Regions from separate parts of the Mus musculus genome. Here region 1 is linked to region 2. Evidence: chromatin contacts called from public Hi-C data. All regions are on one chromosome and are shown on one strand. The core of a region is the stretch at or near the end of the contact, and the rest is flanking DNA. Distances in the headings are between cores, read along the strand shown. Region 1 overlaps 4933432I03Rik (RIKEN cDNA 4933432I03 gene). Region 2 overlaps Gm34907 (a long non-coding RNA gene).

Region 1 (6,757 bases), core at 4,154-6,653, 450 kb before region 2:
AAAAACCTAACACTGTTACCAGTTACCTCAGACTTCCATACAAGAACACCATAGACTGAGCCATTAAAGTGCATATGTGTATTCTTTCCCGGGTTTCAAACAGCAAGTTCAAACTCAAGGTGGCTATCAGAGGAGCCATCTCTAGGGAATATAACTCAGAAAAGAGCTTGCCTAGCTTGCACGACGTCCTAGATTAGATTCCAGCCCTGTATAAACCAGGTGTAATGTTGTATGCCTGTAATCCCACCACTCAGGAAGATTGGAAATTCAAGGTCACCCTTGTGCTACAAGAATCTGTCTGCCTCAGATACTGTGAGAGCCTGGGTCAAACAAACAAAGAACCAAACAAAAACAATTCTGATACAAGTGAGGTGCTGGACAGTACAGTTCAGACCATCAACTGTCTGAGCTCTGTACTGGTTTGCACAAAGGCGGACATTCCCAGACTAACAAGCCCAGAAATGAAATCAGCCATCCGAGGGAGTTAGAAATTGTGGTATTCATGGAAAGGAAGTCACAGTAATAAGTTCCGCCTGTGGCCAACTGAAACACCAAGAGTGTTTGTATTCTGCTTCCTAATAACCCAATAAGAGAACTGGAAAAGGAAACTGACCTGGGTTTAACACTTATCCTCTGATTTTCTCAGTATCCTTCCCGAGGTCACAGACTTTTCAGTTTGGTCTGGAAAAGATCACCAGTTGTGTGCTTGGTTGGTTTGTTTATATTCTTGTTGAGATGGCTCTCCTATAACTCAGGCTACCCTCACACTCATTGCGTGGATGAGGCTACCCTTGAATAGCTGACCCTCCTGCCTCTAGCTCCCAAGTACTAAGCAGGCATGTGCCACCCCACCAGCTCAGCAGTTTTGCCTTGGTTTGTTTCTTCTGTAAATTTGACTAGAATGGTTGGTAAAAATTCATCCAAGACTCTAGAAGACAACAGCGTATCTATACGCTGTCCAAGAAGCCCCATCTTAAAGTGAAGGGTAAGATGGAGATTGTTTCAACCATTCGGAAGCTTCTCTGTACCGTCAAAATACGATCTATCACAAAGACTTTTATTGAAATCCTCGTGAATGACAACCCCAGTTTTGTAGGAATGAGGGTCATATGGAGAAAGTATTTATAGTTTTCACAAATTATCAAAGAGATCCAAAAACCACATTTTCACCAGAACCCTGAGAGCCAGTGCCTGTTCAGACTGCAGAACTTGACAGCTTTAACCAAGACTCAAACTCAGGCATTTCAATATCAAAGTCTTCGGAAACATACAGAAGAGCTTAACGTCTGAAATATATGCCATAGGCACTATATTTGGATGCCTAATTAGTCAGCTTCATGTCCAGATCCATCCCAAATTAGCCAAAGATTCTGCTGTAAGAGACAGAGGAGGAGGAGAGGAGTGGAAGCACTGAGTTACCTCTTAGGTGGAGCCCAACTCCTGCCCCACCACCAGTGCGAGAGGGTGAATAAGAGAACTTCCACATGGATGCCCCATTTTGACATCGACATGGCTGTCTGTATGCGTTGATAACAAGCAGGTAAAGATAGAACCTACAAAAGACCTTCAAACACATCTGTTTCCTGGGCACTTTGGGTGCTACAGCAGTAACACTACGTCAGCAATGACCCTGCCTGCCTTTTGCTGATAATATCACCTGCTGCAAGCTGCAGGGCATCCTTTGATGTAACACTGAACACTTCCTGCGTCAGAACAATGATAGAGCATCCTTTGAGGGAAACAGCAAACACTTCCACATTTCAGCTACTTTGGCAGCATTCTCTAATGGCACACTGTTATACAATCCATGGAGAACTGGTCCAGTAAGAACAGAAAGGGGGCTCTTTGAGGAGAAAGAGGGAATCTCCACAGAGAGATAGAGAAGAGCAAGGAAAGATAATGATGGTGAGGGAGACAGTGAAAGACTATATTATATACGTATGAGGGCCTGGGGAAAGTGGAGACAGGAAGATAGACCAGTAGGATTTGTTAGCAGCCATTCTAGTTCCAGGTTCATTGAGAGACCCGTGCCAGGAGAACAAGGCAGAGAGAGTTAAAGCAGAACAGCTCACATGGATGCCTGCACACACATGCTTGTGTGTGTACACACACACACACAGGTGCACACACACACAGGTGTACACATGAGTGCACACATAAACACACACACACACACAGGTGTACACATGAGTGCACACATAAACACACACACACACACACAGGGCAGGGAAGGGAGAGGAAGCCAACCTATGCCAACGAGTGATTATGAAAAGCAGGCTTGATGACATGGAAGAAAATAGAAGAATAGCTGTCACTTAAACGAGCTATGCCCGTGATCCCCAGACACCTTGCCCCTCAGAGCTGCTGCTCATGGATTCTCATTGCCCCATCTTCTGAGCTTGCTCCTCACTGGGCGCTTTCCCTGCTCTCTCCTCTGGGAAACTCATCACAGTTTCTTATGCGCAGCCTGCCTGCCCTGTCTCTCGAGATGCATTTTCTGTATATCTTTAAAAAATGGTCCTCAAGTTTCTCTGCTGTGACCATTGTTAAAGCCTCTTATCAGGGAGACAACAGCCTCCATGAGACAAGCATTTCCTCCGGCATCATTTTCTATCAAATTTCAGAAGGGGCATGGAGGGACCGTTCCTTCACGGAGGAAAAAGAAATAGATGACTTGTTAGGCAGATAAGCCTGAAACATCATTGTGTCATTGCAAACCCAGGAGGAATAGGAGGAGCCAAGGGGTCTTGAACCCAGGACGATGGTTTAGAAAATAAGGAACATAACTCTTGGGGCCATGGTAAAAGGCTGATGCTGGCAACAGTCTGATGCTAGAAACCATATACCAGAAGGAATATATGTCTCTGCTTGGATATATATATATAAAACAACAACCTGAAACTTGGTATCTGATATCCCTAGCCTGGGGATAACACAATTGCTTGCTTCCTCTCCCCAAAGTACAGGAAGGGAAAGGATGGAGGGGCCCCAGAGTCAATTGAAATTCAACTTCTGTCATTTAGCAGAATGGAGATTCAAAGAGAAATACATTCAGTTGTTCTTATGTGTGTATGTATTGATGTATGTATGTATGTATGTATGTATGTATGTATGTATGTATGTGGATGTATATGTGTGTGTGTGTGTGTGTGTGTGTGTGTGTGTGTGTGTGTGTGTGTGTGTGTATGTGTGTGTGTATTGATGTATATGTGGGTTATTATGCATGTATATCTGTAGCAAAGTTGAAAATTCTCTAAGACTGTAACAGTTCAGAAAAGATGGTCACTGTGAATGTTTGCTGAAGATGAACTGATGCGGACCTCTTTCTTGAGTCTCCAATACAAGGCCTATGGCCTCTGTATCCACATCCACACAACTTACTTGAATTTCTCCATTTTATTAAATTGACCCCCTGGACCCCGGACTCAACTTCCTGGAGCACTCCTATCTTAGTTAAGGTCTTACAGCTGTGAGGAGACACCACGACCAAGGCAACTCTTATAAAGGCAAACATTTAACTGGGGCTGGCTTATAATTTCAGATGTTTAGTCCATTTTCGACATGGCAGGAAGCATGGAAGAATATGGGGAGACATGGTGCTGGAGAAGGAGCTAAGAGTTTTACATCTTGATCCAAAGATAGCCAGGAGGAGGCCCTTTGTACTGGGCATAGGAGTACATCGGATCTTCCTATGCCTGAGCAAAAGAGATCTCAGAACCTACCTACACAGTGACACACTTCCTCCAACAAGGCCACACCTAATAGTGCCACTCCCTATGGCAAAGCATTCAAACACAAGAATCTATGAGGACCAAACCTATCCAAACTACCCCAACTCCCAACCTTTGCTGTGGCAGGTTCTTCCCCATCATAGTGCTCATTGCTCCCAAATGAGCCTACTGTCCTTGAAAGAACTATTCTGTGCATGTTGTTCAGGTTGACAAAGGCTTCGCTTCAGTTCAAAGTGTCTGAAGCTCTTGAGATCATCTGTGGTGGGGTCATCTCTGTGTTCCCTTCAATAGGCAACATGTTGGATTTACTATGATTCTCCTCTGACATACCATCTCCCACAGACCCATCAGTGCTCCCCAGCAAAAACAAGAATGAAACTAGGAACTTAAGGTACTTAAGTGCTTTTAATCCTCTTTAGTTATAAAAGCCAATCTAAATCCAGCGGAGATCTCCAGACATCTGCTCTTAAAACTTTGCCTCAATGCTCCACTGCCATGAAATCCTAAGAAAATAGTCACCATTCTACTTCCCAGAACTTCAGGTGAGAGACCAGATCCTGGGTTCAGACTCCATCTTAGAGAACCTGACCTAAGGTTGAGCTAAGTTAACCAACAAGACAGCACCTAGCACCAGTTTCCAGGTTATTCCCCAACAAACTTTCAACTATCACTAGTTTCCAGGTTACTCTCTAACAAAGCCCACCCCTGGCACTTCACTTACTAGCAACTACCAATCTAGAGGAAAGCAGAAGCTAAGTTTATAGTTTGGCTCCCAGCACCAGCCAATTATTTCAAGGGCAACAAAATTCCATAACAGCCCCCCAATCAGATGTGTGCCAGGCTAGAAACCTCTTCACTTGCTTGCCTGCCTCTATAAATGCTTACTTAAGACTGAGCTTGGGGCTTCACCCTCCTGTCCTGCTGCATCAGGGTTGGCAGGGAGCCCAAGCTCGAGCTTGAATAAAAAGACCTAACGGGAAAAGTGTGAGAGAGATTTCAGAGAGTCTTCTTTTCTCCCTGGCATTAGGCTACTCTGCACAGGTGCATATTAGGAATCTTTTGAATTGTTTGGGGCCCATTCTTCTGTGTCACAGCCTAAGATAGTGTTCTTGGAGTGCTATTCTGGAATCTCCACATGGGGACCGTCAAGGAACTTTGAAAAAAATGAAAATTCTCAGACTCTTCTAAAGACCCTTGTCCTTATTTTTAATTGTTGTTGCTGTTGTTGCTGTTGTTGCTGTTGTTGTTGTTGTTGTTGTTGTTGTTGTTGTTGTTTAGACAGTGTGTTACAACATACAGGCAGCATGAGAGCCATGTTTTCATTTTTGCTCCGGTTTCTCATTAATTCTGCTCTGGATTTAAAGCCATGCAAATTAAGAACACAATAGGCAGGACGACTGAGAGGTTGGCAACTTCAGGGGAAAATATAAGTCTTCCTAGTCACCCACAGCTCTATAAATAATTCCTCATGAACCAGCTTTGCTCTTCAAGATGAACTTGTATGAACCATTCTTTGTCTTTTGATGCTACCCTGGTCAAAATCAGAATGAATCAGATGTTAGTTTTATATGTCCCTGAAAAAAAAAAAATCACACCACACACTACTGTATGTAAAGGTCCTAAAATAAGGCCTTGAATATGCTGCTTCCTCTTCTGTTGTATTGCTTTGAGAAGTGCTGAGGACAGCATACAATGGCAGGGGCTGCCAGCAGTAGACCAGGATGGAGACATCTCAGAAGCCAGCAGTAACTCCTTGTAGACAAGGATGGCATCTGGGACCCTGAGAAGCAGGAGACACATCCCTCCAGGGGAACCCACCATCTGAAATAAGGGACGGCCTACAGAAGGCTGGGGTGGAGACATCTCAGTAGCCTGAGGCACCTCTTTGTAAAAAGCAGTTGTTTCTATTTCTTCTAACCTTAGTCTTGGACAACAGCTGTATAGATTTCATTCATGCGTGACTGCTTTTCAGTTGGCCTTGGTGTGCCTAATTATTCTATTATATCTGACTTTCTTACTTCTTTCTCCTGCTCTGGTGAATTCTGTGAAACTAGATGTTCCTTGATGTAATGATTCTTAAACAATTAAAAATTGAGGCATGGGGCACAGCACAGTCCTAATGGCCCAAGTGTATGCTGTGTGTTCTCACCTTGAAACAATGTAAGAGGTGCACAATGGTAGTTCCAGATTAATGTTTGACTTGCAAAGAAATTTTGAAGAAACTATTAGTAAATGAATTAGAGCCAACATTGGGACCCCCAAGAAAGGAAAAAACTATTGAAGTTATGAAATAAGCCTTGCACAACAATTAAGAGTGGTTCCTGGATAAGCAAGTATAGAATACACAAAAACTAACTCAGAACACTGGAACTCTTAGGAGTCATTGTGTGCAATGTACAGAAGCAGAAAGCTAGCGGAACTACTGAGTTAAGGGTAAACTTGATTCTTTCTGGTCACTGCCTGGCAGCTTTGCCCATGTCATTTATCATTAGAGCTTCACAGAAAAATGCAAGTAGCTGACCTTGGAGCTCTGAGCTCTGAAGTATAATAAACCAAAAGTTAAAGTTTAAATAATAAGTTTGCAATTATTATTATTATTTGGCTACAGGCCTGGGAATGGGGAAGTTTGAAACTTTATAACAATTATAATTTAACTTTATTAAAAATTATAATTCTTGATTCTTTGTGGGATGTGGTTATGGTTTTGAATTTGATTTGGCAATGATTATACAATGTCTTTTTTCTATCACTTTTGGAGTAACAATAAAAGACTATGACTAGAAAAAGGTGAGAGACCCTTGGAAGAGAGTGTGAAGAGTGAGAGAAGGGAGAATGTGAGGTGTGTATGGAGAGTGTGTGAGTGATGTGTGTGAAGAGTGTGTGTGACAGTGAAAGGGGTATACACAGAGGTGTGTATGAGTGTGAGAGCTTGAGAAGAGAAAAGCACACAGGAGAAAAAACAGTGCACAGAGAATGTAGTGTGTTCAGGCTTACGCTGCAAGCAAACAAGCAAGAGAGAGTAAGAG
Region 2 (6,524 bases), core at 2,139-4,638:
ACTACCTTAGTCTAGTCTGTACTAGGACATTTTCAAAACAGGAGTTGCTTCCTGGGTCCTACAAACCCACAAACGGCAACTTTAGATGGTTTCCTCTATCTAGTACAGTGAGGATCTCTCAACAGACCTGAAAACACGAGACAGAGACAGGAGGAGACAGTCCTAGAAACAGAAACATTCTAACAGAAAGGTTACAGCAGAGAGAAGCAAAATAGGAGATAGGCTCCAAGAGCAGCTGGCAGACAGCCGGGCTGAGTCACAGAAACGATTGTCACAAGGGTGTGAGGACAGATGGAGAGGGGGTGAGACAGTGGCAATGGTGAGTGGGATGGATGCAGGAGCTAGTATTTCTGAATGAGTGTCCAGTGTGGTCTAGCCTAAGGGCTTTGGATAATAGACTCGCTGTGCCCCTCGATAGAGCAGGAGTGGGGTGGGGTGGAAATGTCAGTTTCACTCCTCAGCTGTAGTGTGAAAATGGGCATTATTGTTATTATCATCATTATTTCAAAAAATGATTACATGTCTCAGCTGCGTCAGCTATAAAATTATGCTTATGTTAATTGCACAGAGGATGTAAGAATTGAACTCAGCAGACTTCTTGGCATACTGGATGTCCCATATGGCAGCTGCTCTGATGGCTATTGTCATTGCATACTGTGATTTTACAAATCCTTGTTTATTATTTTATCTTCATGGAAACTTCCAACTCACCTTTTAAGGTTTAGTTCGGATAGAATCCCTTCTGCATATCTATTCATAAATCTTTCTCTTGGTACTAAACATAACTTAATCCTGCAGCTCTTTACAGCAGTCATCGAGTGACTACCACACACAAGGACAGTAATTTCCTGAGTGGTTGAGATATCAAATGAATAGTTCTGTTCCCCAGAAGACTAAAATCTATAATGACAGCAGCACAAACATCCAGTTTACTGTCTGCTAAAATGTGATGATAGAGCCATGACAGCGTGGCACTTGGCTCTCTCTCTATTTTTTCTATCTAAATAACGTCTCTACTGCAGAATATATAGTAGTATTATCTAATTATTGGCATATCTACTTCTCTTGTATCTGTAAAAACTCTCTAAAAGAGTTTAATTGAAAGTCTTTTAATCTCCAGGGCATATGAGATGCTCAATACATTGGGTGAATTAAGAATAAGTTCATTATATTTTTCACTGAAAAACTTAGTAATCTTTATAGACGTGTGTGTGCGTGTGTGTGTGTGTGCATGTTTGTGTGTGTGCATGTGTGTGTGTGCATGTGTGTGTGTGTGCACGTGTGTGTGTGTGGGCACGTGTGTGTGTGTGTGTGCATGTGTGTGTGTGTGTCTGCATGTGTGTGTTGGTGCTCATGTACATGTGCACATTCACGTTCATAGTACCAGAGGACTTGAGTGTTGTCCCTAGGAAGCCGTCTACCTTTCTTTTTTGAGACAGGCTGTCTCACTGACCTGGAATTTGTAAAGGGCGCTAGACTGGCTGGCCATTGAGCTCCAGGGGTCTCAGCCACCAACCCTGCTGGGATTATAAGCACCATCAGGCTCATAGGTCTTAGAATAGAATTCATGTCCTCATCCCTGCAAGGTAAGCAGTTTATGGAACTATCTCCCTAGCCCCAAAGATGGCATTTAATTTGGTTATTACTATCTAAAATAAACATCTTTATCATGAAACCCCACAAACTTTTTCCTTAGCCCAAACTAAAGTTTCATCACCAGTTAGTGTCATCTCTAATCTTGTTGGAATTTAAATAAGACAAGGGAGATGAGGCTAGGGGATTCGAGGACAAAGCAGAGAGGTTGCTGTGACATCCCAAGGGAGTTTCACTCATGCAAGATAAAACGCCAGGTCTAGGAAAGGCTAAATCATGACAGAAAACAAAAATTAGAAGAGACTTGGGGGAGCAGGTGGAAACAGAAATGGAAATGGTGGGCCTATGAGGAGTGGGCAGAGTCCCAGGAGGAGCAGGGAGGAAGGGGAAGATGGTTAAGGAGAACCGGTGAATGGAGAGCCCAAAGAGCACAGCCCAGATAGTCAATGAGTGTGAAAGGCAGGGCAGATGGATCTCCACTACTGAGTTATGTGAAGGCTACGGGAAACATCGGCTTGCATACAAATTATCAGGAAAGATTAGATGCAACTGCCTAATTACAAGAGGACAGGGGTCTATGGGAAGGTCAAAACAGGGCTCATGTCAGGCCACCTGCATGGGAGGAAGACAGTCACTCTTGAGCTTCAGTTATACCAAAGTGAGTGGAAGATGGAGGAGCAAGGACCCAGACGTAGGAAGTGGGGCCAATACAGACCTCTGTGTCACTGCCCAAAGTGTTCTGTCTCACAACCCTTCAGAAAGATGGCTCGTGATTCACGTAAGAATAATTCATCCGTAATTTTAACACCTGTTTTTTTTCTTCTTCTGACATATTGAAATTTTTTTGCCAACGTACGTTTCCCACCTTGCTGTCTCATACTGTTTATGGTTATGTTTGGGTTGGTTAATGGTCAAACACAGCTTGAGAAGGGAACAGGGCATTAGGCAAACGCTGAGTAACCTATCTTTTGCTTACCTGACTCAGAATTCACAGCTGTATAATTTGTGGTATTTTTTCTCCTTTGGCAAATGACTTTGATCAATGAAGTCAAATGGAAAGAGCCAGCGTGGGGGCCTGGCAACCCGCGGGTGACAATGACAGTCATTCAGGGCTGGAAACAGTGTCTGAGTTCATCATTCCACACATGTGGAGAATGAACTTCAAGAAGCTGTGGGAGTCAATGAGGTTATCGCCTGGGAGGATTAGGAGGCTGTGTTTGCTCTTCTGCTCTGAGGACAGAACCTTTAATATGTGGTAATGGTAACAGGAAGAAAACTATTCTCAGCTCATGGAGAAGGGACTTCCCGGCGATTTAAATCAGGCCTTGTCTCCTAGTGTCCTGCCCTTTCTCCGTTTTCCTAAAGCTGGGTCCTGTTTCTGAGAATCAGTGAGAAATATGAGAAAAAGAGTAAAATGATTAAATTATACTTTGAGAAGTTAGTTAATCTAGAGGGAATAGCCTTCATGACTATGGTGGGTTAAGAATAGTGCACACTTTAAATATGTTTATCACTGCACTTTAATTAACCCAAGTTGGGCTTAGCAACTGAGTCTTTTTTTTTTTTTTCTCTTCTTCTTTTTTTTTTTTGACTTGCATGGGGAATCTATCATGTGTTTGATTCTACTCTGTACTTCCAGAGCACTACCATTTGCTTTTCTACGAAGTGACTGAGCTTCCATAGGCGAAAGTTTTGCTTGAGCTCCTGTTGCTGATGCTGTATTGGGTCCTGTGCACTTAATGCTCGCTGGCTCCTGAGAGTCCTTGTGCTCTAAACCGCAGTGCAAACTGCATGGCAAGCAACAGACCATGACCCTGTCTGTCTCTCACGGCTCTGGAGACAGACAGGGTCATGGTCACGGTGCTGGCTTATTTGTTGTCTGACAGATAAGTGTCTGTGTGGTTCATTGGTGGCCACCTTCCTGCTACATACTCACATGGCAGAAGGAACAAGGGATTCATTTTTAAAGGACACCATTAACATTTGTCTCCGAGCAGACAAATCTACATGGGATTGCACGGATAATCTTGATATTGCCTGATAGCTAAACACAAGCAAACCTTAACTTAGATTGTTTTTCGTAAATGCCTATGTTAAAGAAAAATGAAAACGTAGCCAGATGTGGTGGGGAATGTCTTTCATCTCAGCATTCAAGGCAGAGACAGGAGGACTCTGAGTTCAAGGCCAACATGGTCTACGGAGCAAGTTCTCTGACTTTGTCTCTGTCTGTCTCTGTCTCTATCTCTGTGTGTGTGTGTGTGTGTGTGCGCGCGCGCGTGTGTGTGCCCATGCTTTATATGTTTACTGCTTTGATAGAAATGTACCATGATTAGCAATTTGAAGTAATTATAGTTGGAGAGAGTAAGCATGAATATATGAAAAGTTAAGTAAAATATTTTGCCAAGAAGCCTCACAGAATACATTATGTTTTGAGGAAATTTTTAAATAATAGCTTCTGATCTTGAAAAATCTGGCTCACAGCCAGGCAGTGGTGGCACACGCCTTTAATCCCAGCACTTGGGAGGCAGAGGCAGGTGGATTTCTGAGTTCGAGGCCAGCCTGGACTACAGAGTGAATTCCAGGACAGCCAGGGCTACACAGAGAAACCCTGTCTCGAAAAACCAAAAAAAAAAAAAAAAAAAAAAAATCTGGCTCCCAACCCATTGTACTTAATTTCTGCACGAGAAGCTTCATGTCTGGTTTTGGTTATGAGAAGCTTGAAGAGATAATGTAGAGTGAGGCACAGAGGTGTTAGACTACATAAGATAAGAAAGCAGAAAGAATCACAAAGGAACTCACACAATATGTACTCACTGATAAGTGGATATTAGCCCAAAACCTAGGATACCCAAGATATAAGATACAATTTCCTAAACACATGAAACTCAAGAAAAATGAAGACTGAAGTGTGGACACTATGCCCCTCCTTAGAAGTGGGAACAAAACACCCATGGAAGGAGGGAGTTACAGAGACAAAGTTTGGAGCTGAGATGAAAGGATGGACCATGTAGAGACTGCCATATCCAGGGATCCACCTCATAATCAGCATCCAAACGCTGACACCATTGCATACACTAGCAAGATTTTATTGAAAGGACCCAGATGTAGCTGTCTCTTGTGAGACTATGCCGGGGCCTAGCAAACACAGAAGTAGATGCTCACAGTCAACTACTGGATGGATCACAGGGCTCCCAATGGAGGAGCTAGAGAAAGTAGCCAAGGAGCTAAAGGGATCTGCAACCCTATAGATGGAACAACATTATGAACTAACCAGTACCCCGGAGCTCTTGACTCTAGCTGCATATGTATCAAAAGATGGCCTAGTCGGCCATCACTGGAAAGAGTTTCTCATTGGACATGCAAACTTTATATGCCCCAGTACAGGGGAATGCCAGGGCCAAAAAGGGGGAGTGGGTGGGTAGGGGAGTGGGGGTGGGTGGGTATGGGGGACTTTTGGTATAGCATTGGAAATGTAAATGAGCTAAATACCTAATAAAAAATGGAAAAAAAAAGAAAGCAGAAAGAAGGCCTGTCTAAAGAAGGAAGGGGAGCAAGGAGCAGGGAGGAGGCCAGCAGGGAGAGGACAGGGAGGAGGATGAGTGTGTGTGCGTGAAGGTACCACACTACCACAGTGAGACCCATGATGTCGTGTGCTGACCTAACATTTTAATCACAAACTAAACAAGAAGATTAAAAAAAAAAAAAAAAAAAAGAGGAAACCCAGCTCAAGTTGAAATTGAAAGTGAAGGTGTGTGTGTATGTCTGTGTCTGTGTGTGCAAACCACACCCACTTCTGTCTGCATTTAGCACCACCCATCTCTCTCTAGGCCTGCAGTGCAGGAGATGCAGACAGTTTCGTTAAGTTGTACCTTACAACCAAGCCTCAAAGCCCATCTCTGTTTGGGAAATGTTTTCCTTGGGATGCCATGCTATCTGTTCACCTCTCCACACCCTTGCTATTAGAGCCTGGAGCTGGGCTGAGGGCTAGGTCCACCTGTTCTGCACACTGGGCATTGAGCGTGTATTTGAACACTCGGGAGTGGTGTACCAGGCACCTCCTGGAGACATTAGTGCCCATATCTCCAGCAGCAGGGGCTAGTATTCACGGTCCCTGACTGTGCTGCGATGGTTCATGTTAGGAGCTGCTTTCGAATAGCTTTGCTCAATAAATCCTATTGTTTGATTCTGGGAATTGGTTATGACTGCAACATTGATAAATAGACTTCTTAAGTCTTTTGAGTGTTTATGTGAAATTCCCAGCATTTAAAAAATAATTTCTGTATCTTCTTTAACAACTCAAGGTCAGTTTCTTTTCTAGGCATCTAGAAAATCCTGTTTAAAAAGTAGGTTAAGCGGAACAGACTCACAGAAAAAATATGGGGAACTAGAGTTTGCTGTGTTTTGTTAGAAACTAAAGGGAAGTGAAAACCAAGCTGTTGTTTTTGTCCACGAGGACATTCTCATACAAGTCTGTACTGCTTGCTGAGCATCTTCCCCTGCTCCTGCCCTTTTCTTCTCTCTCCTCCCCACATTAGCCACTTTGTTCCCCTGTACAGTTTCACTTCAATTTTCATGTCATATGTATACACATATATATGTGTGTGTATCCTCACTTACTAATGTATATATACTATATATGTTAGTATATTAGCATGTACTATTATACTATATACTAATATGGTATGTTAATATATACCTATACTAATATTACTGTATACTACTATATATGTGTATATATACTCACTAATTTATATATATATATATATACATATATCTATACTAACATATATAGTGTATATGTATATACACTATATATGTTAGTATACTAGCATAGACTATTATACTGTATACTATATACTAATATGGTATATTAGTATATACTATATACTAATTTACTAAATACTACTATATAGTATACATACACACACACA

What was found. A called contact is a pair of places that touch in the nucleus more often than the background predicts.
Region 1: a contact with region 2 is called in a Hi-C map of uterus, with 3 times the contacts expected there. The contact joins two enhancer-like sites. A contact is called at or near these places in 3 of 15 datasets of contacts at CTCF or cohesin (the G1E-ER4 cell line and embryonic stem cells), 27 of 484 Hi-C or Micro-C datasets (the G1E-ER4 cell line, the HL-1 cell line, the HPC-7 cell line and 8 more) and 3 of 115 datasets of contacts at active chromatin or transcription factors (bone marrow-derived macrophages, embryonic stem cells and large pre-B cells).

The regions. Positions count from the first base shown.
Region 1 is chr14:103,015,593-103,022,349 of GRCm38.p6, forward strand. The region is part of intron 2 of 4933432I03Rik (RIKEN cDNA 4933432I03 gene); the gene reads right to left. All of the region lies in intron 2 of Gm34643 (predicted gene, 34643), which reads left to right. Among named protein-coding and RNA genes, the nearest start is that of Gm34643, 6.1 kb to the left of the region's middle. Within about 2 kb of position 5,404, at least 5 of the 459 cell types and tissues checked have an H3K27ac peak or open chromatin away from gene starts, as enhancers often do.
Region 2 is chr14:103,472,118-103,478,641 of GRCm38.p6, forward strand. The region is part of intron 2 of Gm34907 (a long non-coding RNA gene); the gene reads left to right. Among named protein-coding and RNA genes, the nearest start is that of Gm34907, 11 kb to the left of the region's middle. Within about 2 kb of position 3,389, at least 24 of the 459 cell types and tissues checked have an H3K27ac peak or open chromatin away from gene starts, as enhancers often do.